2 separate regions of the Bombyx mori genome follow, and region 2 is linked to region 1. The links are chromatin contacts, called in public Hi-C maps. All regions are on one chromosome and are shown on one strand. Each heading gives the region's core, a stretch centred on a gene start, on an enhancer-like site or on the middle of the called end of the contact. The rest is flanking DNA. Distances are from core to core; before and after follow the strand shown.

The links. Hi-C and Micro-C count contacts between places; a contact is called where the count stands out from the background.
Region 2: a contact with region 1 is called in a Hi-C map of whole pupa, with 2.7 times the contacts expected there. The contact joins the enhancer-like site here to the promoter of LOC101747091 in region 1. A contact is called at or near these places in 3 of 7 Hi-C or Micro-C datasets (middle silk gland, posterior silk gland and whole pupa).

The regions. Positions count from the first base shown.
Region 1 is chr8:7,447,012-7,453,615 of ASM3026992v2, reverse strand. LOC101747091 (serine/arginine repetitive matrix protein 1) reads right to left here and starts at 2,442. Exons shown (of 12, transcript XM_012695519.4): 1 at 2,106-2,442. LOC119628825 reads left to right here. Exons shown (of 3, transcript XM_062669581.1): 2 at 6,285-6,487.
Region 2 is chr8:7,505,547-7,512,150 of ASM3026992v2, reverse strand. LOC101747091 (serine/arginine repetitive matrix protein 1) reads right to left here. Exons shown (of 12, transcript XM_012695519.4): 3 at 3,657-3,693; 4 at 2,163-2,332; 5 at 1,354-1,432; 6 at 740-933. It also overlaps a transcript of UGT39C1 not described here. Among protein-coding and RNA genes, the nearest start is that of LOC119628825, 52 kb to the right of the region's middle. Within about 2 kb of position 4,015, at least 7 of the 8 cell types and tissues checked have open chromatin away from gene starts, as enhancers often do.

The sequences.
Region 1 (6,604 bases), core at 1,193-3,692:
TGATTTTAACTTTTTTAATGACAAGGAGCGATTGCAATATCGTACTTGTGGATAACATACAGTGTTAAGCCATCCGAGCAGATATAGGTCATTTTGTTGGAAACTACTTAAAAAACCCAACTATGCACGCGAACTACTGTGTTTTATTCTGCCGGGTATTCCATTTTGTCAATATGTTTTTAAATATACACTCAAAGCAATTCAATGTCACAACAAAAATTCATGTATTTATTATATTGTCTTTAATTTAATATTTAATTTTGAAATCAGGTTTAACAAGATTTATTGCTTTGTAGTCGACTGGTTCGGCACCCTGACTACCACGAGTACTAGTTTAATTTCCGGTCGAGGAAAGTACAATATATAACATGTTCGTGAAAACATTCACAATCATGTACTGTAAAAACGGAGACCCTAGAACTCATATTTCAAGGCAGGTGGCAGCCTTTACGTTGTAGATGTCTATGGGCTCCGTTAACCGCTTTACACCAGGTGGGTTCGTCCACGAATCTAAACAATAAAAAAAGAAGTTTGTTAAATTTGTCATAGATATTGGAGAGTATTAAGCGGCGGGCAGCGGCTTGGCTCTGCCCCTGGCATTGCTGAAGTCTATGGGCGACGGTAGCCACTCACCTTCAGGAGGGCCGTGTACTCGTCTCCCTACAAAGGGCAAAAAAAAAACCTGAAGCCCGCTGAATGAGGAATGCTTGTTTAATTTATTTAGGTAATATGTTGTCTGTATAGATTTTATGCATACTAACTAGGGTTGACACTATGGTCGAATTTCTCCCACAGTCATCGTTCCTTGACGACATTTCGATTTTTTATTGAACTCTAAAGCTCATCAATACCAACTAAACAAAAAAAGAAATTAAAGTCAGTTGAAAAACATAAGAAATGATGCTGCTTAATTGGTTTGCGTTTACCTTTTTTATGTATATTTTTATGTTTTACTCCTTTTTAATCATTATTAAATAACTGGGAAGTAATCACGGTCATGCGGCCCAAAAATTAGGATTCCCGGTGTTATGGGTACCAGAGACGAACATACGTACTTACACCTATACGTTTCAATATATATGTACATATATTTATTTCTTTATTTAATCAACAATGTTTCAACAGCATTTAACTAGACACAGGGTACAGAGGATGTTTTCCCAAACATGAGCCAATTAAAGAAACACATTATGTTTCCAAAAAATGTTAACATAATTAATGAACACAGGTAGTCCAACTAAGGTAAAGGTAAGGCAGTTAAATAGGTAGATACTAAACACCCAAACAAAGAGCAAGCAATTGTGAGAATCGAACCCACGACCCCCGGTGCAACTGTCAGAGGTGCTAACTACGGCACCACCAAGTCAGTCAAAAATATAATAATCTTATATACATAATTATCCTGTTCTATTAGTCAAATCAATTCCCGGGTGCAGGAATATATTCCTAAATTATTATTGTTTACTTTTTATTGTTATAAATTATTGTTTCCTATCACTGCATATTTAATACTAAATCAGTTCGAAAAAACAAAAAACGTGCTTAATGAAAATTCAGCAACGTTATAAAACATTGCTTTATTATTTTTAGATGTCCTACTTGTCTGAGTATTATATTTATTAAATTATCAAACATATTTATATAATTCAATGTTATTCGTCATACGCTACAATGTTGCTTCACGTAAATCGTGATATTCAATATTTACCATAGTGTACTAATTTGAGGGTCACAAAAAAGCAAACATTTCAACGTATATTTTTCTTTAAAATTAATAGTTTCAAAGAAAACAAAAACAAGTAAGGCCTTCATTGATTAATACTAAAGTATTACCAAGAAACCATATATAGTTTATATTAAATATTCAATTTATGTTATATCCATTAACATATACCTACATCATACTTGCTGTGCCTTGTTTACTTACGTATAATGAATTCTATTTAAAGAAAACTATAAAAAAATAACATGTTATTGTTAAATCTCCAACTACAAACCATAACCTACATCTAAAATGAGTTAAATTAGAAGATCTACATTCAAAAATAAAATCATCACAGGCCGCAATCGACTAAATTAAAAAAAAAAAAAAAAAAAATACAAACCTCCCGCGAGAAACAAGTGAACAAGCACTGAAAACAACAGTCCTCACTGAAACACTAAAACAAACACGCCGCTAGAACTGAACTTGAAACACTGACACCGCCGATAAACTCCTCACAGTTCAAACATACTTTTCATTGAGAAAAGCGCGAGTAACATTCGATGTATCGATGGTGTGTAATCGATCGGGCACGCGGCCTCAAGAAGGACAGAAACACAACTATAGCTAAGTGAGGAACGCGCGAAAACCTCCGTGCGCATGCTCAGAGTGGGGACTGGGACATATATGGAAAACTGCGTGGACGCAACACTCCGTGACACATTACCATTGACAATCTGGGTAAACAATAAACACAATTTAGATGTAAGTTTTAGTCGAATTTACACATACGAAATGGTTGACCACGCTTGTCTTATCTAATGTAGGTGATTTGGATTATATTTTTAAATAGTACTTAAAATTTATTTTCTACAAAATAAGCTTTTTCTTTGTTTTCAAACACGTATCTTTGATACTCACTTTGATACTTTGGTTCTCAAAGTTTTTTCTTTAAAATTTCGAATGATGCCTATTTAAAATTTAATGATACAGAAAACGGTTCTTTTGAAAAAAAAAAATATGATAATTTTCTTACGCAAAATGTGTCTGTCCAGTTCTTCTGGAATGTAAACAAGTTTATTTTAATGTTCGTGTTTTTATATTGAATATATAAATTGATCAGCTAAAATATTTTGTATATGATTGGTTAGATAATATTATCTACTAGTAAATTTGTTTATCGAGTTCAGACACCTTTAAGTCGCATGACTACCACCAATTCGTAATGCTGTTTCACTACTTAGAATAATCGACAGGGCCTATTATTTTCCAGATATGTAAATGTACTGTGAGTGCCACCCTCTGGCCTATTTTGACCACACGATTGAGTCATCAACCCCATGTCCCAAGGTGGGTGTCTATGAACCCTGGTGTGAGGCCTCTGCTATTCTATATTAATTTAAACATGAGAATGTAGTGCGAGTAGAATTAGAATAATAGTAATATATTAATTAATAGTCAATTAAAAAAATAACAAATGTTTGGTGAGCTTATAAATTTATTCGTTTTCATATTAACTGAGTATAATCTCCAATCTCCAAATATAATAATGTTTTAAGCGCATTAAAAACAGGAAAATGTTATCATAAGAAAATCTCATAGATCCGGAACAAGATCAGATCTCTCACAGTTCCAGTGAAGATGTAATAATATTTTCTGGTAACATTTTTTTCAATTACAATTCTCAGAAGTTAAATAAGATCTTTAAACATTTCAAATGTGTTTTCTAGCGTATAGTAGAACGTAACGCTTTCAATTAGTTCGACTTACGTTCGTGTATACCTATTTAAATGTTTATAAATGTTACAGAGTCTTTCAATATTCAAATTTAGAATTGTGTTACATTCATAAATACTAGAGGTCCCGCAGTAGTCAAAATTCGACTATAATTAATTGGAATTGTAAGTTTGTACACTATTACGATTCTATTTTCAAAGACTATTATACTTCTATAATCACAAATTTCGCCAAGGCTACACTATAAAAAAATATTAATAAAGACAAACAATATTTAATCTATTCTCAATTTGACCACAGACGTCAAGAACAAAAGTTTGACAGTATGCATGCGTGTGTGCGTCAAAAACATGGTATGTAGTGTGCGTAATGTTTTCTTTATTGATTTAATGTATTTTTTAGGCATAATTTAAAAAAATATTAACATTCTGCACTCCTTTTCTATATTCACTATAAGTGTGGGAATTTTCATACTCCTCCGTCCGCGCAATTTTCGTAAAAAGGGATACAAAGTTTTAGCTTCACGTATTAATTTAAAGATGTTGGTAAATGTATTTCTGGTGACAACATTAGAAACATGGTGCCATCGAGCTGATTGAATAATGAACCTTTTTATTATAATTTAATAGAAACCTTGAATGTGGCCATTCGTAATACAATAAAAAATCGACTTAACAGGTAGGTCAGACAGGTCTTAAGGTAGATAGATACACACCGCCTAAATCATTGTTAACGTCAAGCACTTAGGTCTTTTTAGTTATTAAAAATAAAAAAACTTGACAGACTTGTGTAGATTACTTAAATCAAAAAAGGAGGTTAACGAAAAACTTATTTTTTTTTTAATGGGTTAACGAGCTCTCAGCCCACCTGGTGTTAAGTGGTTACTGAAGCCCATAGACATCTACAACGTAAAATGCGCCACCAATCTTGAGATATAAGCCGTAAGATCTCAGTATACTTTCAACGGCTGCCTCACCCTTCAAACCGAAACGCATTACTGCTTCACACAATTTTGTATTACATAAAAACACGCAACGTTAATATAAAAACGATACAACGCTTAAACCGAAACGCAATCAACAAATCAAAATCGACCTAAAGTTGGCAAATCTGTTTGGAACTAGACTCGGTGGGAGGACCGGCTGCCCACCGTCTTAGACCACTCTTGTTTATCGCATACACTTAGGGCTGTCTACAGAACTATATGCGTAGTTTCCAGCGAACTAATAGAATAATTAAAGCAATGGATGTCTAAGAAATAATGTTAAATAACCAACGTTATAAATCTTGCTGAATAACAATTATGATTAGAAATATAAGTTTTTTTTTTTCCTACCTATGCTGATATCCTTGAGAGGCTATTTCAGCGTAACCGTGGCTAGTAGGTGAGCTCACGGGGCTCAAACCTGACGACGATGCTAACACGAACCCTACCAAGAGCCGTGCTTCGCAGAATCTACCACCGGATCGGAAACGCGACCCCCTGAGAAGATCCGGCGAGAAACTCAGTGGGCTGTGTCTGAGAGTTAATTTACTCGTCGAGCCCTTCGTCGCAAGCGACGGGTTCGACGAGAACGGTGACCGGTGCTTGAAGTACCTAAAAGCACAGTTAGTGGATCGGGAGGATCCGAGATGACGTGTAGAAATATAAGCTAAAACACAGATCGGTTTTATTATGAATTAAAACGAAAAATAATGTTTCTTAACATTACCTATGAAATGTACTTTATTTTAATGGTCTAAAATAAAACGAGGCGAATATAAATTGGCTAAACCTATTTTAAGCCTCACTTGCATGTCAATACTGCGTGGGTAACATTCTGCATTAACATTGCCTCCGATGTCATAATACTAGATGTAGCCACCTCGAAACTATTGGCGATAACGTACCGTTTATCTCTTAGTCATATGAAAGACAGGTATTTTATTTAAATTTTCTTATGTAAATTTGAAATGATGATGCAAATGATTAACATAAATATTTCTCGTAACACGTAATTGCCAATGGTGTTTTCTATTAAGCTTTTATAGTTTTCATAACATGTGGCTTATGCTGTCCTCTTTTTTGTTAATTAAAGTAAATTTAATTTACAAGTTCTATCTAAAACTAGTTTTACAACACGTTTTACGACACGAAATGTATTTTTAAATACATGCTGCACGAAGCGTTAAGTTATTTAATCTCAAATCATCAAAAAGTAATAATATTTCCCCGTGAAAAAAAAAATTATTTGAGTGGTTGATCTGTGCAATCCTTTAAATTACTAGGAAATAATTCTTGTTACCTGGAATCAGGAATCACTGTGTTCATATCCACAGCGTATTTTAAGATTTCTTTTGTCTTGTTGCCTTTTGCCATTGAGTTTTTTAAAGAACACTATTATTTGAGCGTCTGTAAAGTACATTAGCGCTTGAATACTCATAAAATATCCTTCAAAATATAAATATTAAAAAAGAAAGTAACTTCAACGATTTCCGTCATCTCAATAAGGTTATTATTAAGGTTTCCTTTCTCACAGCTCCTAACAATAGGACATTATTCAAAATACATAATAGCAAATATCCATCTACGATCACAAGTAACCGACGCTGAGTTATAATAACTTGTCTTTCGTCCTTTACGAACGCAAATGGACTTGATAACGCATCTAGATGGTTCCGCTGACGATAAAACTGAGAAAACGTTTCATTTGCTATTTAAACACGCACTTGGATATTTCTTAACTGATTATGAGTATTTGAGTCATTCCTGCCACAGCACTAACTAGGGACGATACATTTGTTTTAATATTTGCTAATTTACTTCCTTGGACAGCTATGAGAACCAATGTCTGCATCCTCGAAGAGCTGAAGGTCACCAAGCGCCTACTGACTACGCGCCAGGAAAGGATCCGGAGTTTCTTTGGGCACATAATGCGATCCCCATTGAACAGCCTGGAGAAGCTCAGAATTCTCGGACAAATTGAGGGGAAGCGCGCTAGAGGAAGAGCGCCAGCTAGATGGGTGGCCCAACTCAAGGAGATGAGTGGAGGCCAGATACTGGGAGCGGTACATATGGCGCAGAACCGGACCGAGTGGGGAAGATTGACATACAGTCACGATCCTCAGCATTGAGGGAACGACCAGAAGAAGAAGAAGATAATTTTGAAGTGTACCTGTACTGCT
Region 2 (6,604 bases), core at 2,766-5,265, 57 kb before region 1:
ACGGAGAGACACAATGGATTTTGTACATAGTAAAGAAAACTTTACTTTGTTAGTTTATCCTTTGATACTAGATGTGTTTAGAAATAATGAAACACAATGCGTTTGCTAAGAATAAAAAGTTACTTGTTTTTCTCTCTGGGCCATTAACTATCAGTGGACTTATGTAAAACTTCGAACCAAGAACACACTGTCGTATTTAATATCGTAAATATACCCGGCGCTGTTCACTTCATATCTTTTACCATTATAAAAAGTATTCTATGTGTAATCCAGCTTATAATAAACTATCTTAGTGCGAAATTTCATTCCAATCCCTCCAACGGTTGCGTGTTTTAATATCCAAACATAAAAATTACATATTCGAGAAATTCAATATCAATATATTATATAAAAATGAATTGCTGTTCGTTAGTCTCGCTAAAACTCGAGAAAGGCTGGACCGATTTGGCTAATTTTGGTCTTGAATTATTTGTGGAAGTCCAGAGAAGGTTTAAAAGGTAGATAAACATGAAAATGCTCGGAATGAAATAAAAATAGCAATTTTGTTTTCCCTTGGATGTGTATCCCGTCGGACGGATTCCTTTTGTTTGTTTTAAGTTTATTTTATACAAAATTTTAGGTCTTTTATTTATCGATTGAGGCACTACGAAGTCTGCCGGGTCAGCTAGTCATTTATACAGCGGTACAATGAAACGTAATTTACTCTGCATTACTATAATGCAATTAATTTTAAACTTACCTCATGTGTTGTATCCCCTTTGTGTATCCGCTCTTCCGTCTCTTTCACTCGTTCGGTTATGTTCCTCGTGAGCACGCGAAGGTCATGGCTCTCCCTGACCTTACCATCAGGGTTAGCAACAACGCTCGACGAAACCAAGACTTTTGCTCCAGCGGGTGACACTTCACCGACGATCGTTTGAAGTCCGTCCACTTCTAAAAAATATATTTCAATATTTTCTTCCAATTATATTGATAATAAATCTGGAGCTTTAATATAGATTTTTTTTTTCAAATTTTAATAAGATATCGTCAACCCTATGGTATTAATATTAATATTGAATTAATACCAGTTACCATAAAATCTATTAAGTTGTCTATAAGACATATGCATATAGCCAACCTATTTTTTTGTGCGATCTCATTTGATATTTAAAATAGGCCGTTTTTCAATTAAGAATTCTTCAGGGTTGAAACTTAGCATCGGTATTACATTTGGTAACCGCTTAGCATCAGATCAATCGTAAGCTTGCCTGCCCATATGTTAGAAATAAAAATTAACTGCTTTAGGAAATCCCACAACCAGTAAACATACTTTAAACAGAAATGCAGCTCTTAATTTAATAAAATATTTACCATCAGCGGGTGCTCCAATAGCTCCATCAATCTTTGTTGTTGAAGCGGCATTATCATTTTGGCCTTCTGGAACGCGATGCTAAAATAAAATAAATGATCAATGATATCATTTGAATGATTGTTCTTAAAACAACGTTCGTGCTGCCACAAGTCGGGGAAGAATATATCAAAGATTTCTTCGAGAAACATCGAAATAGCGTCAAATCTCTGTTTCTGTGTTCTGAGTCAACACTCCGAAAACCAAAAAAGCCCAAGAAACGCCTATTCCAGATTCCTTCAAAAATGTAAAGAGAATACCTTAAATTTGACGTAATAAGTGAATAATCGTAATAAGTCGTGTTTTTTTTTATGTCACATGAATGTGTCGCACACAACGTTTATGGTATTGTTAGTACTTCAAGAGAGGCTTCAGCCGAGTACCATTAATATATGATGCGCAAACCTTAACAAATTTATGGATTTCAATTCTATTTATCGACAATTTTTTTTTACATTTATTACGAACCGTGGCGTTTTACTAAATTAAATTGAATCTCAAAATTAATTCCGTTCAATTACTAAGCTGCTGACTTTATATAGCCGATTTAATGTTATAAAAATCATAGTTGAGTATTAATAACTAGCCTCTCAAGGCTATCAACTTAGGTAGGAAAAAAAAAAGTAACGGAGAGGATGTTAGTTGCATTTAAATTGCTGAAAAGAAATCATTTAATGTTAATGACAATATTGATTTACATTTCAAGAAAAAGTGTTCTCGATAAGTCATGAATACATTAATGTACTTTCTAGAAACAAGTTGTAAGACTCACTTCAGTCTGTTGTAAATTAGTGGTGTGCGTGTCCTCGTTGACTGACGTAGATATCTTCGGCCCAGAATCACTCAGGATGCGTCCGTCTTCTAATATTAGTTCACGTTTGACCCTTGTCTCTATCTGCCGGGTCGTTGTGACTTCACTTGTTTTACGAGTCACCCATTCTTCTGTAAATTTATCCGTAATTTAAGTACATCTTGCTCTAGACGTCACAAAGGGGATGGCCCATTTTAGGCCCAAAGCGGACAATAGATTATAGAAAAAATACTTAGTGCATTAATTTTGTCATAAATAAATATGCATTTACTTTCTTGCAAATAAGCGCCACTATAGTTTACAATAAGTAGTTTAAAAAAAGTAACTCTATTGAAAAAACAAGGATTTTTATTTTTGCGGGAAAAATATTGCCAGCTTCAAATCCTTTTACGTATGTAGTAAATATTTTGAGTATATAAATAAAACATATAAATAAATCATTTTAAGTATTATCATTAATCAAACGATTTTAATGGATTTTATGCACATAAAATAACATCGAAGACATACCCATTGGACTTTAACTTGTAACTATACTTGAGACCTTAGAACTTATATCTCAAGGTGGGTGGCGCATTTACGTTGTAGATGTATGTGGGCTCGAGTAACCACTTAGCAACACCAGGGTGGCTGTGAACTCGCCCACCCATCTAAGCAATAAAAAAAACTTTACTAGTATTGTTATTTAAATATGTACAACTAAAACAAAAACATAAAAAATAATGTGTACTCGTAAAAAAAAGATTAAGATATAAATCAATTATCGGTTATTTAAAAAAATAATCGATATGTGAATTTCATGTAATTATTTTTCTTTATACAGACAACACTGAATTTAATCTGACTGACTGACACTTCGCTTGCTGCTTGTGGTGTTGTGCTTGCGTACAAAATGGATGTGTTTTGATTTTTCTTCGATTTATTTTACTTTTATCAATAACGTTTCATAGTACGACTAAAAAACATTGTGTGAATTGTGGTTTTACCCTGACCGAGATTTAAAACCGTGTATATGCTCTCCTCTGCTATTTTTAGATGATACTAATTGTGTATGAAGATGAAGAAAATATAGATATTTAAAGAATTAAGTGTGTTTTTATACCCTATTGGATAAAAATATATTAGGAACATCTTATACATTAAGAAAAGAAAAGTTCTTGAAGTATCTCACAATCCGACACTTATTTATATAGAAAATTAACCTCAAAACGAGTTTTTATTTTTATTATATTTTTTATAATAGTGGCGTCAATTTCAATATATTTTTTAGATATCCAATACATTTAAGAATTTGAATCAGTACATTTTTATAGTAATATTTGATGTCCATCTTGGGCCTAACACACTATGGAGAGTGGGCAATCCCCTTTTTGGACTCTTAGGGTGCGTTCATCAACAAGACAAGAACTTATTTAATGTGAAAACTTTTTTTTATAAAAAGATTAAAAAACTAACCTTCTTTGGTTGTAGCAATAGTGTCTCCGGGCTCAGCCTGAAACAATAACGTTGTTTTGTTAGATCTACCTAATATTATTTAAATCTGACGTGTTGTATGGATAATTTGCTATCATTAAAACAAAAATCACTATAAAATTAATAACTAAAATAAATCAACTTTAATGCCCGTAAAAAATAATAACAATCAGTAAAATAATTATTTTTTACAATTAACAATACTGAAGCCTTTTTACATAAATAATAATATATTTTTTTAAAACGCATAGTTAAATTTAAAATGCAGCGCCATCTCTTACCGAGTAGCCTAAACTATAAAACTCGTACCCGTGTTCGGGTGCTGGCGAAATAAATCGTAATAGTACACGTGGCCGTCGCTTGATGGCGCCATGTTCACTCAACGTAAATACAGTCACCATGTAAGTTCATAAAATAATTTATCACTTAATTATCACTGCTTATTAAAATCATAACACTAAATATCACCATAATCTTAATAAAAAAATATGATTATTGAATCTAGTATTAATATAACACCTAATACAATTATATAAAAACGATTTGTTAAAAAAAAACTCGGGAAATCGCGAAAACTGTGGAAAATCGTGTGTTCAATACCCTCGCTGATAACTGACTGAAGGAAAATCAAGGCTTAGCAGTAATTCAATTATTAATTGCAGATTAACATTTTCTTTTGGCGCACAATACAGTAGTGACCCGATGAGTATTCAGTTTGTATGGTTCTGCTTCCGCTGGGATTGCACTGTTCTGTTGAACCCGTAAAATATAATATAACTATGTTAGTATATAACGGTAAAGAATCTCAGTAATGTATTTTCCGGGACAGTTTTTTTAGAAACATAAAAATTATAATTAAGAAAGGAATTTAAGCGTAGTAGCCTTAGGAAAATAATCTATTGCCTAGTGAAAAACGACTAAAGTAAGGATCGCGAAGATATGTCGCCTACGTAATATTATTACTTCTGTAACTGAAATCTTGGAGTTATAAAGCTATAAATGATAATTAATTGTGTGACGAAAAAATGAAAGGGAAATAAAATGATGGATACCCTAGTCTCGTTCAAATAGGGCTGCGCTGTTGCATACTCATTTGAAACGAAATGGAAAGTATTTCCGCTTATGTCAACTCCTACGGGAAAATTTAAATGCAGGGACATTATTAAGGAAGTATAATTGTAATTTATAATATTTACATACAACAATTGTCAATATTTTATAAATTATTAAATCTCTTTAATATTGTTGATAGTCAACCGGTAATATCGCGTGATATTAGTTTAAAAAAGTGTGTGTGTCCGCTCCGACGCACGACTGGAGTTTACTGGATATAAAAAATTAAACGAAACAATACGAGAAATAGTTCTATATTACGACAACACGATACACTACAGATTATTAACAAATTAACGAGACACAAAACAAACGACTAACAAATATATGAAAATACAATAATGAGAGAAACGCGCGATCAGTACGAGGCTTTGTGGCGGACTGCCGGCGCAGCAGCCCGGCGTCACCTGCGATAACGCATTTCGTGTGACATGCGCAATCAGGCGCATAACGCATTTCGTGTGACATGCTAGTACGATTTTGGTCCCCATAATTTTCATACCCCGGGCCTATATATGTAAATCGATTCTAAAGGAGTAAACTCCAAAAATATTCTGAATTGCACAAATAACATAGGATCCAAAAAGCATATTAAATATCTCGAATTATTAAGTTGTGTCGTTCTAAAAAGGTGACGTAAAAAAACTTTATCCGGTCAATCACCCCTGACCATAGACAATTGAGTGCATGTCAGCCGAGTGACAGATCGTTGCGTCCGAATGATTTATAATGACAGTAGCTTGTGTGGATATTATCGATATGTTAATCTGATTTTATCGATTCTTGACTCTATCTAGTGACGTCTTCACTGCTTCGCTTCGTCATTTTTTACCATACACTATTTTGTAACATTGCAAATCTGATTTTTTAATGAAAGACCCATCTGATAACAACTTCTCAATTTTTCGTTGTCGTTAATATTGTCAAGTAAAAATAAAATAAAACGCCCTTCATCTTAAATAGAATCGAACAAGAAGTCACATTTTCCTAAAATTGTATTCAGGCGTTTTGATGAATAAATACTGCGAATAAAATATTTCAAAACTAGTATTAATCGGTGCGACCTTAGTCGAATGAAACTAGAAAAGCCAATGAACTCATTAACGTATAGGTATTCTTAGTAGTAAATCACACAATTTTATTTCATTGGCGTTAAAATGATAACGTCACATTATAGAAAAAAATATTTAGAAAAAACCAGTACTATAAATAAAATCAAAACAAAGATATTAAAAACGAATAAAACCTAAATATTAGTGAGTAGAACGTATTATGCTGTGCATCAGAAGTGATAAGCATCACCATCCTGTTTCTGTCGCGAAGCATTCATGCGTTATGGTTTGAAGTGCGATGGGTTCCGTTAACACCATTTAACACCAAGTGGATCATGAGCTCGTTCAATCATCTATCTATAAAATAAAATAAAAACAATAAAAAATTTTTTTTTTTCATTAGGAGCATTCCATAAGAGATAATTTAATTAATTAATTAATTTAAAATAATGATTGTTACATTTTGTGTTAATATTAATATTGCCAATCATTATTTGTGTTTTAATAAATAGATTTGCAACAGAAAAGATATGATATATGATGTAGAGAAAGAAAAATCGACGTTTGTCACGGAAAATTACTACGGGCACAGACAGCTTAGATTTAGTTTCAATGTCTAAGGTCGCGGCCTTGCAGTGGTCACCGCAGCGCGACGCTGTGAGGTCGACCGCAGTCACTGCCGATGCGCCCGGTTCGACTGGTAACTTCACGTTGGTCGCCAATGTGAAATACGAATGAACTTGTATCCTCACAAGGATTTCTAAA